Linked DNA regions of Rattus norvegicus: all the other regions are linked to region 1. The links are chromatin contacts, called in public Hi-C maps. All regions are on one chromosome and are shown on one strand. The core of a region is the stretch at or near the end of the contact, and the rest is flanking DNA. Distances in the headings are between cores, read along the strand shown. Region 1 has its middle 130 kb from the start of Nudt4. Region 2 has its middle 130 kb from the start of Eea1. Region 3 has its middle 110 kb from the start of Eea1.

Region 1 (3,944 bases), core at 435-2,934:
TGGTCTCTGGGTAAGGGATATGTCATCGGGAGTGGTTTGACTGCTCTGTTCATTTAGCAGAATAGTATGAATGCTTGCCCCTAGGGTCCACTATACAATCTCAAGCTCTTGGTCATTTTAACAGTGTCAAGCATGGGTTCTAGCTCCGGAGTGGACCTTAAATCCATCATTAATAACAATGACAACAACAATAATAGCGGACAGTCAATCCCATCAGATCTGCACCCCTACTGCACTGGGTCTTCCAAGGCTATTGGTTACTCTCCATAACCTTGTGGGAAGGCCTGCTTATGTCATTGAAGATGGAAAAATCCATCTGGTTCCCAACTTCACCTCTACTAAGTAGAGTTCACAGTGCTGACAGGTACTTTGCGTGCTACCAGATAAGAAAACTAATCATCAATATCACCTAGCTACGAATGCTGTAGCCTACAACAGCAACACTCCCGCGAGCATATTATCTTAAGTAGGTATAATGTTACACAACTATAATCCCGGTGCTTGGGACACCGAGGCAAGAAGACACATGAGTTCAAGGACAGCCCTGGGCTATATAGGGTTGTAGGCTTATATTTTAATACCTTCCAAAACCTATTTTAATAAGGGTTCTTAGATACTTTAACCCCGCTTCTAGCCCAACACCCACAAGAGGTAGTAGAAAGGAAAGGTTAATAGGGCACGAGGAAGGTGGACCTGTTTAGAAATAGTTCTCTGGGGCCATTCCGATCTTTGTTGTCCCAATATCAGCAGTTCAGTCTACTAGCAAACCACCAAACACAAATCAGCGCTTCGGCCTAGTCCACTTGGCAGGCACCACACATGAATCAGTAACAACAGCTCGATCAAGAGTAAACCATGAGGCTCCACCAGATTGTGAGTCCACGCAAGGGGCAAGAAGTGTGAACTCTCTCTCTCTCTCTCTCTCTCTCTCTCTCCTTTCCTTTACCTCATTTGCCTTATCTAATTTACATATTTCAAAACAAATAGAGCGATATCCATTACACATGTGAGGAAATGTGACCCTAGAAACGTTGCAGACTCTGTAGATATGTTTGACTCCAGAGAGGACAATAATTCTGTGTCACAGACTGACATCTTCCTTTTGTGGTCCTTCCCTTATACTTAATGTGTACTCCATGAACATTTATACCCCCATAGTGTTTATAAACAAGAAATAGTTGGCTACATTTGCAGTTGGCTATTGAGTTTTTCCTTACCCATCAGTCATGGAGAAGTTAAGAACCGCAAATAAGCAAAGCATGAACACAGCAACTATATTTTTTTTTTCTGCAACAGTTGATAAATACTACATCGAGGCAAAGGAGCCTCCACTCCCTACCACACCACTCTCGTCTTAAGTCCTTGGAATAAGACTAAATCATTTTTTTAGAAGACACTTAGAAGTACTGGCAATATCTCTGGGCCATTTCAGGAAACCCATGCTTTAAATAGTCACTGGCAAGTCACTGCCTTTCTGTTAAGAAAAAGAATGGCTGGGCTATTCATTCAAACTGAACAATTGAGAGATTTGTTTGCAATGGGGCCTGGGAGCTGGGAATAGACTCTCAGCTTCAGATAAGGGAAGCTGGCCCACAATATTGAGAAAAAGTCAATCAGCTCACTCCCAAGTCATAGAAGCCGCCTCTGAACAAAGCTGGAAGCAGCCGGTTGTGAAAGGGGACGAAGGGTGACTGCAGGAATGCGCTGGTACCCTTTGTCCTCTGGCTTCGTTCACCAAGCCAGAGGTGTGTTTTCACAACCGAGAGAAGAAAAACATGCACCGGGCACCACACCCCCCCTTGAGGTAGTGACCTACTTTGCTTCCCGTTGCTGGGATGAAACACCAACCAAAACCAACTTGGGGCAGAAAGTTCTTACATCTTACAAGTTATAGTCCATCGTGGGGGAAACCAGAGCCAGAGCTCAGGCTAGAACCTGGTGGGAAGACTGCAGCAGAGCAGTAGAGAACATGAGGCACAGTGGTGCTCACTGGCTTCCTTCCTCTGTCCCACATCAACCACTCATCAAGACAGTGCCCCACAGACACGCCCAAAAGCCAATCAGATGGAGGCAATCCATCCATTAAGATTGCCTCTTTCCTCGTCTGTCACGTTCATGCCTAAGATTAGCCGTCATAGGTAGCATACTCCTGTCACTGACAAGGACCATTCTATGAGAAAATAGTGGAGATTCGTTCATTCATAAAATGTACTATCCTGACCTGTGCTAGCATGGGGGTGGGGAGTGGGGGGGGGGATATAGTAAGGGAAATGCATGGTATTCCTCCCTCAGGGAGACACCAAAGCCGTGAAGCTGTCAGAGCTAACACACCAGCCCGTATCACTTTCCTTAACAAGGGAGTAGACTGTATAAGCCCTACACTGTCAAAGTGTCTGAGTTCAGAATCTGCCCTTTAAAAAAATGATTTATTACTATTTTGATTATGTGTGTGCCTGTTCGTATGTGGACATGAGCGCAGGTGCCCACCAAAGCCGGGGATATCACGTGCCCTGGAGGCGGAGTTACAGATATCCGTGTCACCATGGATGGGTAAGAGGGGATCAAAGTTGGGTCCTCTGGAAGAGCAGTATATTCTCTTAAATGTGGAGCCATCTTCCCAGCCCTGAAATTCTGACTTTATAACTCAGAAGCTGTGTGAACTCAGGCTAGCTATAGGTTTGACATAATTAAAGCACCCGTCGAAGTGCTTCAGAGTGGTAAGCCAGGTTAAACAATACAAAACAGACGCTTCGTGCCTGCTGTTCATTAAGCACTATGTGAGTTAGCCTTTTTAATTATTACTATGCAAAGTGTCTGGCTGGCTAAGGGGGTCTGCGTGTGCAACATTCAGGGAATGAGACTTATGCACCGGAACACCCTGGACACCGTTCCCTGGTATCTACCTTTTCTTTCCTCTGAAACAAGACGGCGAAGCTTTTCTGACCTGGAAAAGCTGGATGGCTCCAGAGAATGAATTCCACAGCACACACTTAGAAGCCTCTCTGTATCCTAGCTGCCTGCATATTAACCATGCAAATGTAGCCAGCTTCAGCAGTGCGTCCCTGGGGTGTCCTGTGCTCATTTCACCTCCCAGCAGTTTGTGCTCAATTATGAATGAGCAGCTAAGGGCTGCCAAACCTTCATTAATGGAGATGATCCTCTGTCAGCTGCGAAGTCATTGGTAAGCAAGCTACAGTCCGCATAACCACAGAAGATATGTAGGAAATAAGGGGTGGGGGAAGGGAAGCATCTCCCTAGGAAGGGGAAATAGAGAAGACCATTATAGATGGATGGGGGGGGGGGCTAAAATGGGAGGATGAAATGGAGGGTAGGAGAAAGAAGGAGTGAGAGAATGGACAGATAAACCTAAGGGCCATTTGAGGGATCATATAGACACCTAATACAGTAGAACCCTCCTATAATATATACCTATATAATATATACATACATGGAGGTGATTGAAATAAAATTGCCAAGTAATGAGGGAGACAGAGTTCCAAAGGGACATCTCCCATCACCAAATGAAGCTTCCAATATTGGGAATGGTTTATATAGAATCAAATTGTTGGCCAAAGGGATCCCAGGTGTACTGCCTGGTTTTGTGTGCCAACTTGACACAAGCTGGAGTTATCACAGAGAAAGAAGCCTCCCTTAAGGAAATGCCTCCATGAGATCGATTAGTGATCAAGCGGGGAGGACCCAGCCCCTTATGGGTGGGGCCATCCCTGGGCTGGTGGTCCTGGGTTCTATAAGAAAGCAAGCTGAACAAGCCTGGTAAAGCAAGCCAGTAAGTAACATCCCTCCATGGCCTCTGCATCAGCTCCTGCTTCCTGACCTGCTTGAGTTCCAGTCCTGACTTCCTTTGGTGATGAACAGCAATGTGGAAGTGTAAGCTGAATAAACCCTTTCCTCCCCAAATTGCTTCTTGGTCATGATGTTTGTGC
Region 2 (4,284 bases), core at 850-3,349, 140 kb before region 1:
AAAATGCTTAGAACTTTCCCTGTCTCAAACATCTCTATTAAAATTTACAGAACGCATGGTTTCTGGATGCTACCAATTGCCAGTAATAGAAAACTTAAAGGAGCTTAAAAGTGAGATTTACTATCTTATATGGCAGGACATGTAGAAATAGGGGAATCAGAGCTTGGGAATTGAGCATCTCTGTGATGTGGCCAGGACACACAGTTCTCACGGTTTGTCTCTCCACCCTCGCCCGTACAATGGTTTATCTTTTTAAGGTAGTCTCTTGTAAAGATCCCGTGATAGCTGTCCCAGACAGTACTCACACACAAACAATAACCATTATAGATGGAAAAGGAATTTCTTGTCTTGGGAATTCTACTAAGACAGGCATCTGTTACTCCAGGCCAAGCAGACTGTGGCCTCCTGGGAACTCACAAATGATACAGAAATGCAAGCAAACAAGTAAAAACCAACAAAACAAAACAGACCAGTAACAACGAAACAAGCAAAAACCCCAACTACCTAGCACATTTACACATTTGAAGCCTGAAGTTGAGGAACTGCACCCATGTTAGGGGTACAGATCGTATGTTCGTGCAGGGGGTCTGGAACTGGACCTGAGAAAACCAGCTTCTGCCTGTAGTTGTATGAGACAGAAACCTCTAAGTGTGTCATCCTTAGGAACAGAATAATAGCTATTGGCAATTTTTGTGATTTAGTGTATTATTCATTGTGTGTGTGTGTGTGTGTGTGTGTGTGTGTGTGTCCATGTGTGTGCTCATATGTTCTCAGAAGCCAGAGGAAGGAGCTAGTTCCCCTGAAGCTGAGTGACAGGTGGTTATAAGACACTGACTTGGGTGCTGGGAATTGAACTAAGGTCCTCTGAATAGCAGCAAGCCATCTGGGCCCTACCAAAGGCCTCTCGATGGAACAAGCAGAAATAAAGAGGAACTTGGTTCAGTGGAAGCTTGAGTTTACTTGGTTCTTTTCCTCTCCATCTTGGCATCACAATCTAATTAAAATGAGGCTAACACAATAATAATAATAATAATAATAATAATAATAATAATAATAATAATAATCAGCAACAGCAACAACAATAAATAAAATTCAACCAACAGAGGGAGAGAGGCGCTGAGAGAGAAACATGACATCATTGGTTCTGAAGTAGACCTCATATTATGTGGACCAAGAAATACTGTTTGAGAGAGTTGGCTCAGAGTCTGATACTAATAATAACAACCAAATGCCTGACTACTCCTGTTCCCATGATATTGGGATGAATGGGATCACATGGGCAAAAAGAAAACCTAGATGAGCCTGAGTGGAAACTATAAGAATTAGAAGAGGAAGAGGCAGGTTTGTGTTGGTGGGTTTTTTACCCTAGATCGCAACAAAGTCAGAAACAGAAAGTGACGTGTTACATGAAGGAAAGCAGCCCGTTGGCAAAGGATTGGTCATTTCCTTAAACTGGAAATAAACTTTTTTATCTCTCTCTCTTTCACATACACACACACACACACACACACACACACACACACACACACAGAGAGAGAGAGAGAGAGAGAGAGAGAGAGAGAGGCACACACACATTTCTATCTTACTTTTAATTGCCAAACTAAAAATAAAAAATGTCCCTGTGTTCGTACTGGCATATCATGGTGTTGGCATTTTCAGAATAGCCAGTGCTGCGGAATCACGGCAGTCAAGACCACCATGGCGGCCTGGCTTCTCTTTGCATCCTGTTTCCTGAGGTACTTAAACTCAGTACTTTAGCCCAAGATAAGCCAAACATGTGTCAACGGTTTGTAAGTGTGTATAGCCCTGTGTCCCTTGGCTGCTGAAAGACAGAAGCCGGGGCAGTGTGTCTGTCCTCACAGATCCACTATAGACTGTCCTGTTGGTATATGCCCTTCAGGTGTCCCCTCACCACTCCTGACAAGAGTCTCTCTGACATCTGGTTCCAGAGGGATTGTTCTGGTTTGCAAAGTGACAGCAGGCTCTGCACTAAACTGATAATTTGAGCAACCCGTACAAAGTCAGGAGCCACAGGATGATGAGTTTTACCAATAGGAACTGTGAGGCAGCCAAATGGTGGCTCTGGGGAGCCTGCCAGAAGTCAGTGTCAGGAATGAGAAAGGTGCAATCACAGGAGAGGGCAAACTGCAGCGGCTGCAGCACAGCCAACCTAAGAGGACGTCTGAAAGGGAAAGTCTGCCCCGTCGGCTGGGCACAAAAGGCCTCTTTACAACATGGAAAGAAATGTGATTTCAAGCCGTGCTCTGGGTAGGGAGCCTATGGAGGAACAGGGGATGCCTCCCCATGGCCTGCGCTTTGAATACTTGACTAAATGTGAGAGACCCATAGGCCAAGGCTTCTGCTGTGCTCAGCTCTGGGTCCAGGCTGCCTGTGCATAAAGCCTTGCTGTCCTCTTTGCTTCTCTTGCTTCAGCCTTCTCTGCTTATCTATAGAATGAGGGTGTCAATGGCCAAGCAGAAATGGACAATACCCTAGGCGCTCATGTATGTAAGCAGCTCGAAACCTGCAAGGTCACAGAGATGGGAAGCAGGACAGAGGTTCTGGGGGCCGGGGAATGGGGGAGGAAATGAGGAGTGGTTGCTTAATGAACAGAAAAGTTTCTGCTTAGCCCTTGATTCTGCCAAGGCTGGACCTCCCAGTGTAGGGGAATGTCGAGGGTAGGGGGACTTGGGGAGGAGTAACACCCTTATAGAAGAAGGGGGGGATGGGATAGGGGGCTTATGGCCGGGAAACCAGGAAAGGGAATAACATTTGAAATGTAAATAGAAAATATCCAATAAAAAAAAAAAGAAAAAAAGAAAAGTTTCTGCTTGACTTGTTGACAAAGTTCTAGCAGTGAGAAATTGGGATGTTCAAGAACCACTAAGTGCTTAGTACAGTGAATTATAAATTTTAAAATGCAAACACTAGTGAGCACTGTCATATAGAGAGATATCTTTGTGACACACATGTGTGCATGTGTATATATGTGTGTATGTACATATTTATACACACATATATGTGCACATATATATACATATACACAAATGCACACAATATACATATATGAGTATATGTACACATATATGTTTGTGTAGACATATATGTTGTATGTGTACATATATATATAAAATACTACTTTAAAATAAGATTTTTTTTTCTACAAATCTAGGGTCGAACAGAGTGATTATCTACAATACAGTCAGTGCTGTGTGACTTCAGTGGAGGACAGACATTAGAAAGCCTGTGAAAATCATTAGCCTTGGAATCCTCACCGAGGGTGGTGGAGGGATGAGGGTGTCGGGAGACTGGTAATGTTCTCTCCCTTCACCAAGGGGCTGCTTGCCTGACTGTGTGGGCTTTTAGAAGATGAGTTGTCCCTTGTATATATGTTAGTCTTAACCAAAGAGTACCCTTCATCCTCCCAAGAAACCATGTGACCGTGATAATACTATCCTGCTTAGAGGATTGTTGGCATCTAATGAATTAAAGAGAGAAGGTGCTTAGAACTGGTGTGGGAACAGACTATCTCAGACACTGGATAAACGGGAATTTCCAGGAGCAAACAAAAATAGTTTTATCGTTCTTCAGCAGATTTTCATGGTGTAGATAGTTAAGTCATATTGACATAGGTGGTCTCAGTTCTAAATCCAAAGTCCCTACGTCATGATGATGGCAGATATCAGAGTGATCAAGATAGGAACGCCTACTTTCTGCAACTGAGATCAATAGTTCTGAAATCATGGTTCTGACACACATCAGAGACTAAATAGCCAGTGACCTAACAGTGTTATCCTTGTTCATTTACTTTGGAAGATAAAATGGAAGTAACTAGAAAATCCAATGTTCCTGAACCTTTCAAAATTAACTTTGGCAAACTATTATAAAGCAAAAGAAAACCTTCAGCCTGGGTAAAAGCTCAGTAGGAGAGCACTTGCCTCCCATGTATGAGGCTCTGGGTCTAATGTCCAGTACTGGGAGGCAGGGAGTACCAGTAAAGCACAACTTCAGGCTTCCTGTGGTTTGGGAGCTGGTTGTTGCTGGAATCCACACTTACGGGGAGGGGGGAATAAAAGCTGAAAGTACAGAGACCGCTGGTCCTAACTGGCTGCCTATTTGCATGTCTTCAAGAACTCCTGAGTACTTCCCTAAGCTGCACATCCGAGGAAGCCGAATCTCTCACAAACGCAGAGATCTGGAAAGACGGCGTATGGAAACACAACACTTGGTCTCCAGAGAGCCTGTTTACTCACTATGTGTGCTGTTGGTTTAATTAGCAAAGAT
Region 3 (3,805 bases), core at 329-2,828, 150 kb before region 1:
TCCACCTCCCAAGTACTAAAATTAGAGGTGTACAACACCTTTACTTTTAATAATCTTACTTATTTTAGCCACAAGTAGCCTATAAACTATATTTTCATCTAAGATCAGACTGGATATCATTTCGATAGAAGTCCGATTTAAAACCAAATGGAGCTAATTTTCTGGGAGTCCCAGAATCACTGTCTATAAAAGCAAGGTATCACTCCAAGCATCCCTAGAAAACTTCCCATCACAGTCCCTCTGTAGTGTGCAGACATTAGCCCTGTCTACTGCCCACAGGGCATCCCTAACAGAAGAAGAATAACGGTAGCATATTTAAATGAAGAGAGTGAGATCAAGAGAAACTTTACAGATTTCCTAAGCAAGCATTGAAGAGTATTAGAATATTTATGGTTGAGGTTATTAAACTATTTGGAGTAGGGAAGGAATCTGTCATAAGCCTCCAAATATTGATAGGCATCATGGGTACTGGATGCTCAGAATTACCACTGATGTCCAGAAGCTAATCAGAGGCTCATTTTACTGCGTTACAACTGAGAACAGTCTAGTGAACACTGTGCAGCTCTATGAGGCTCTCTTCACCTCACAAAGCATTCTGAATCTATTCAAGCAGAGCTGGGCAAACCCCATACCCATCCTCAATGCTGCAGCAGGGCACCCTGTGAGAAATGAAGCATCATGCAGATGTCTCTTAAGATCTGGCACGACCCTCCTTCGTCACATGCTCTGCAGACTTGAGTTCATTTTTCACTCCTGTCATTTCTACTGAGCTCTCTAGATGTTGCATTTCATGCATTTGCTCTCCATTTTCCCAAACCAGTGGGATCTGTCTGTCTCTTCATGTCCTCATAGCATCTAACTCTAAACCGTGCTCATCCCGGGCACTGAGCATGTACTTGGAAAGTTAAAAAGAATGATCTAGAACAGTGAGTAAGCACATTCAGATGACAATATTGCCCAAGACAGAGGTGGCTTTTTGGACATTTGTCCTGGTTTTATCACCCTTTTAAAAAAGCACCTTTCGAAATCACATTTGTCACAGAATACACTCATGAACCTTTAACTTTGTGGCAAAACTATTTCTCAATCAATACACATCTTTCCCTCACTTTCCACCTTACCCACGGCTCCTAATAAACCATGTAGACTGTATTTGGTCATACATAGTCCCCCATGCCAGAACTTGAACAAACCCCCATGATACTTCCCTATTTCTATCTTGGGTAGAAGAGGAACCCCAGGTAAAAGCCAGGGGCAGAGTGGTGACTGAAAAGAGAGGCAGAGACGTTGCCAAGAAACTTGTCTCCCATAGCCTACCAAACTCTTCTGTTGACGAAGACTGGCAAATGATTAACCCGTGAGATAAAGGCTTTCTTTCTTCCCCCTCTTGGTTTTAATTTCTTTCTTAAAATGTTTGTACATTCATCCATGTGACCTGTGTGTTTGTCACACACACACACACACACACACACACACACACACACACACACACACACACACATGAATGCTCAATGACACCCATGTGGAGGTCGGAGGACATCTTGCGGCATGATCTCTCCATCCACTATGGAGGGCTTGAGGCTGAAACTCAGATCTTTCAACCTGTTCGCAAGTGTTTAGGGTCACTGAGCCAACATGCCTGCCCACCTGTTACTTTTGTTTTAAAGCTTTGTCATCTCGTGTTGCTGAGGCCTTTCAGAGCTACACCTGTCCCCTTGTCCTTTTCAACCCCAAAGCTTTTCACCACTTTGCTTCTCCCTGGGCATAAACACTACCTTCCCTGACTCCTGTCTAGCACAGCATCATGCTTCAGTCACTCCCACACTATGGAATGACTTCTCTCTGACTCCCACGTGGTCAAAGACATGAACCTTAGCTTCTCTTCATTTCAAAAGTAAAACCCAGAAAGCCAACTGCAGTTCTTTTTCCAAACATGAGCAGAAGTATTATTTAACAAAGACAGCTCCTCACACATTCCCCTGCTGCGTGTCCAATAGGCTGGAGATGACACAACTAATATTCTGTCGGAATAGGGACAGTCATCCAAAGAGACACTGATGGTTATCCTTGGGCAGATAATAAAGCAAAAATCTTCCATGTGCTCACTGAAAATACATAACTTTGGTTTGAAGCTTATTTAGTCAAATAGAAGGAGTTTTTTAAAACATGGGTCCTCTCTGATTTTGCAATTTTACTTCCAAGAATTTATCTGTAATAATCAGGAAAAAAGTACCACTATACGTACTTGAAACTTTGTTGTCCCTTTATATTTTTATAATGCAAATTATCAAACATACATGCATGTAAAAAAGAATACGCTCAACCACCAGGCGCCCAAATCTTGCGTGTTGTCAACATTTACCCCAGTTCCTACTCCATTTAGTTTCCATTACTTGGTTCACCTTTCTGTTTTCACTGGAATAGCTTAAAATAAATATTGGCATGGCGGTCAAGTCATAAGGACTTCAATTTAAGCCTCTGGGGAAATTTTTTTTCTCTGCTTCTATTCAGGTTTCTGGTGAAATTCAGTAATGATTTTTCAAATTATTATTACATTAATGTCATTATTTCAGTGGGAGTATGGAGGTGTATGGGTGTGCATCTTGTGTCTGGAGGCCAGAAGAAAGGATAGGGTATCTGCTCTCCTAATCTCTATCCTGTTCCTCTGAGACAGGTTGTATCACTGAATCTGGAATTTTGCTGCTGGCCAGGGAACCAGTGATCGTCCTAGCCCTGTCTCCCACCATACTATGTCAGGGTGCGAGGATCTGAACTCAGGTCCTTATGTTTCTGCAACAAGAGCTCTCATTAGCTGAGTCATCTCCCCAGTGCAATGATAATTGCTTAATACCACCTAAATACACATTTACCTGTACTCATAGAGTACTGGAAGTATTCTTATAATTTGTTCCAACACAAATCCCAAAAAGTTCTACAGGCCAGATTCATTAATATTTCTCCTTTTTTTCCCAGTTAATATATATCTTGGCTCTATAATGTGTGGCCATTTCTCTCTTTTGTGTTATTTCGTTTATCAATTGAAGGAATCAAGCCCTGTAATGTCATAGATATTACTCATGTTTTGTCAGTTATGACAGCTCATGTCATTCAATGTCCCTTCGGCCCTGTAAACTAGTAGTTAAGACTAATGTCTCAGATGAGTTCACGATCTTGTTCCATTCCGACTACTAATGCATGGGGCTCTGTGTCTTTCCTATTACCTCAGATAACCTGCTCATGGTAATGCTAGTGACGTTTCCACTGATTAAGGAACTCGGATTCTTTTTAGCCTAATCTTCTGTTTTAGTTTTCTCTTGCTGTGACAGACACCATGACTGAGCTTGTAGAGGATTTCCTCCTCAAGTTGCTTTAGGTTATGCTATGTTATTCCAGCAACAGAAGCCCTGAGAGAGTCCTTTGGGTTCACTCACCATCTACCTGGTTACTACTAGTATTTTACATTTCCTCTTTGTCTTCTCTGATGGTTCAGTTGCATCATTTTTGACTTATCAGATTGTGTAACATATATGACTCTTTTTTTTTCTTCTTTTCTTTTTTTCGGAGCTGGGGACCGAACCCAGGGCCTTGCGCTTGCTAGGCAAGTGCTCTTCCACTGAGCCAAATCCCCAACCCCATATATGACTCTTGTACATATGCTGCCCTTTGTTTCCATCTTCCACGTAGATACCAAACATATCAGTGCTCACCACCCACGCCTGTGCTCCCATTTCCAGCCCCTCCTGGCCAGGCACACTCAAGTGTTCAATGGGTTTCTCAGAAAGGATTATGACTGCATTCATTCTGA

What was found. Hi-C and Micro-C count contacts between places; a contact is called where the count stands out from the background.
Region 2: a Hi-C map of liver shows a contact between it and region 1, with 5 times the contacts expected there. The contact joins two enhancer-like sites. A contact is called at or near these places in 2 of 12 Hi-C or Micro-C datasets (kidney and liver).
Region 3: a Hi-C map of liver shows a contact between it and region 1, with 5 times the contacts expected there. The contact joins two enhancer-like sites. A contact is called at or near these places in 3 of 12 Hi-C or Micro-C datasets (kidney and liver).

The regions. Positions count from the first base shown.
Region 1 is chr7:32,224,456-32,228,399 of GRCr8, reverse strand. No RefSeq gene overlaps it. Among named protein-coding and RNA genes, the nearest start is that of Nudt4, 130 kb to the right of the region's middle. Within about 2 kb of position 1,684, at least 9 of the 93 cell types and tissues checked have an H3K27ac peak or open chromatin away from gene starts, as enhancers often do. A contact at or near this core is called in liver, where this site is marked.
Region 2 is chr7:32,359,611-32,363,894 of GRCr8, reverse strand. No RefSeq gene overlaps it. Among named protein-coding and RNA genes, the nearest start is that of Eea1, 130 kb to the left of the region's middle. Within about 2 kb of position 2,099, at least 5 of the 93 cell types and tissues checked have an H3K27ac peak or open chromatin away from gene starts, as enhancers often do. A contact at or near this core is called in liver, where this site is marked.
Region 3 is chr7:32,376,249-32,380,053 of GRCr8, reverse strand. No RefSeq gene overlaps it. Among named protein-coding and RNA genes, the nearest start is that of Eea1, 110 kb to the left of the region's middle. Within about 2 kb of position 1,578, at least 3 of the 93 cell types and tissues checked have an H3K27ac peak or open chromatin away from gene starts, as enhancers often do. A contact at or near this core is called in liver, where this site is marked.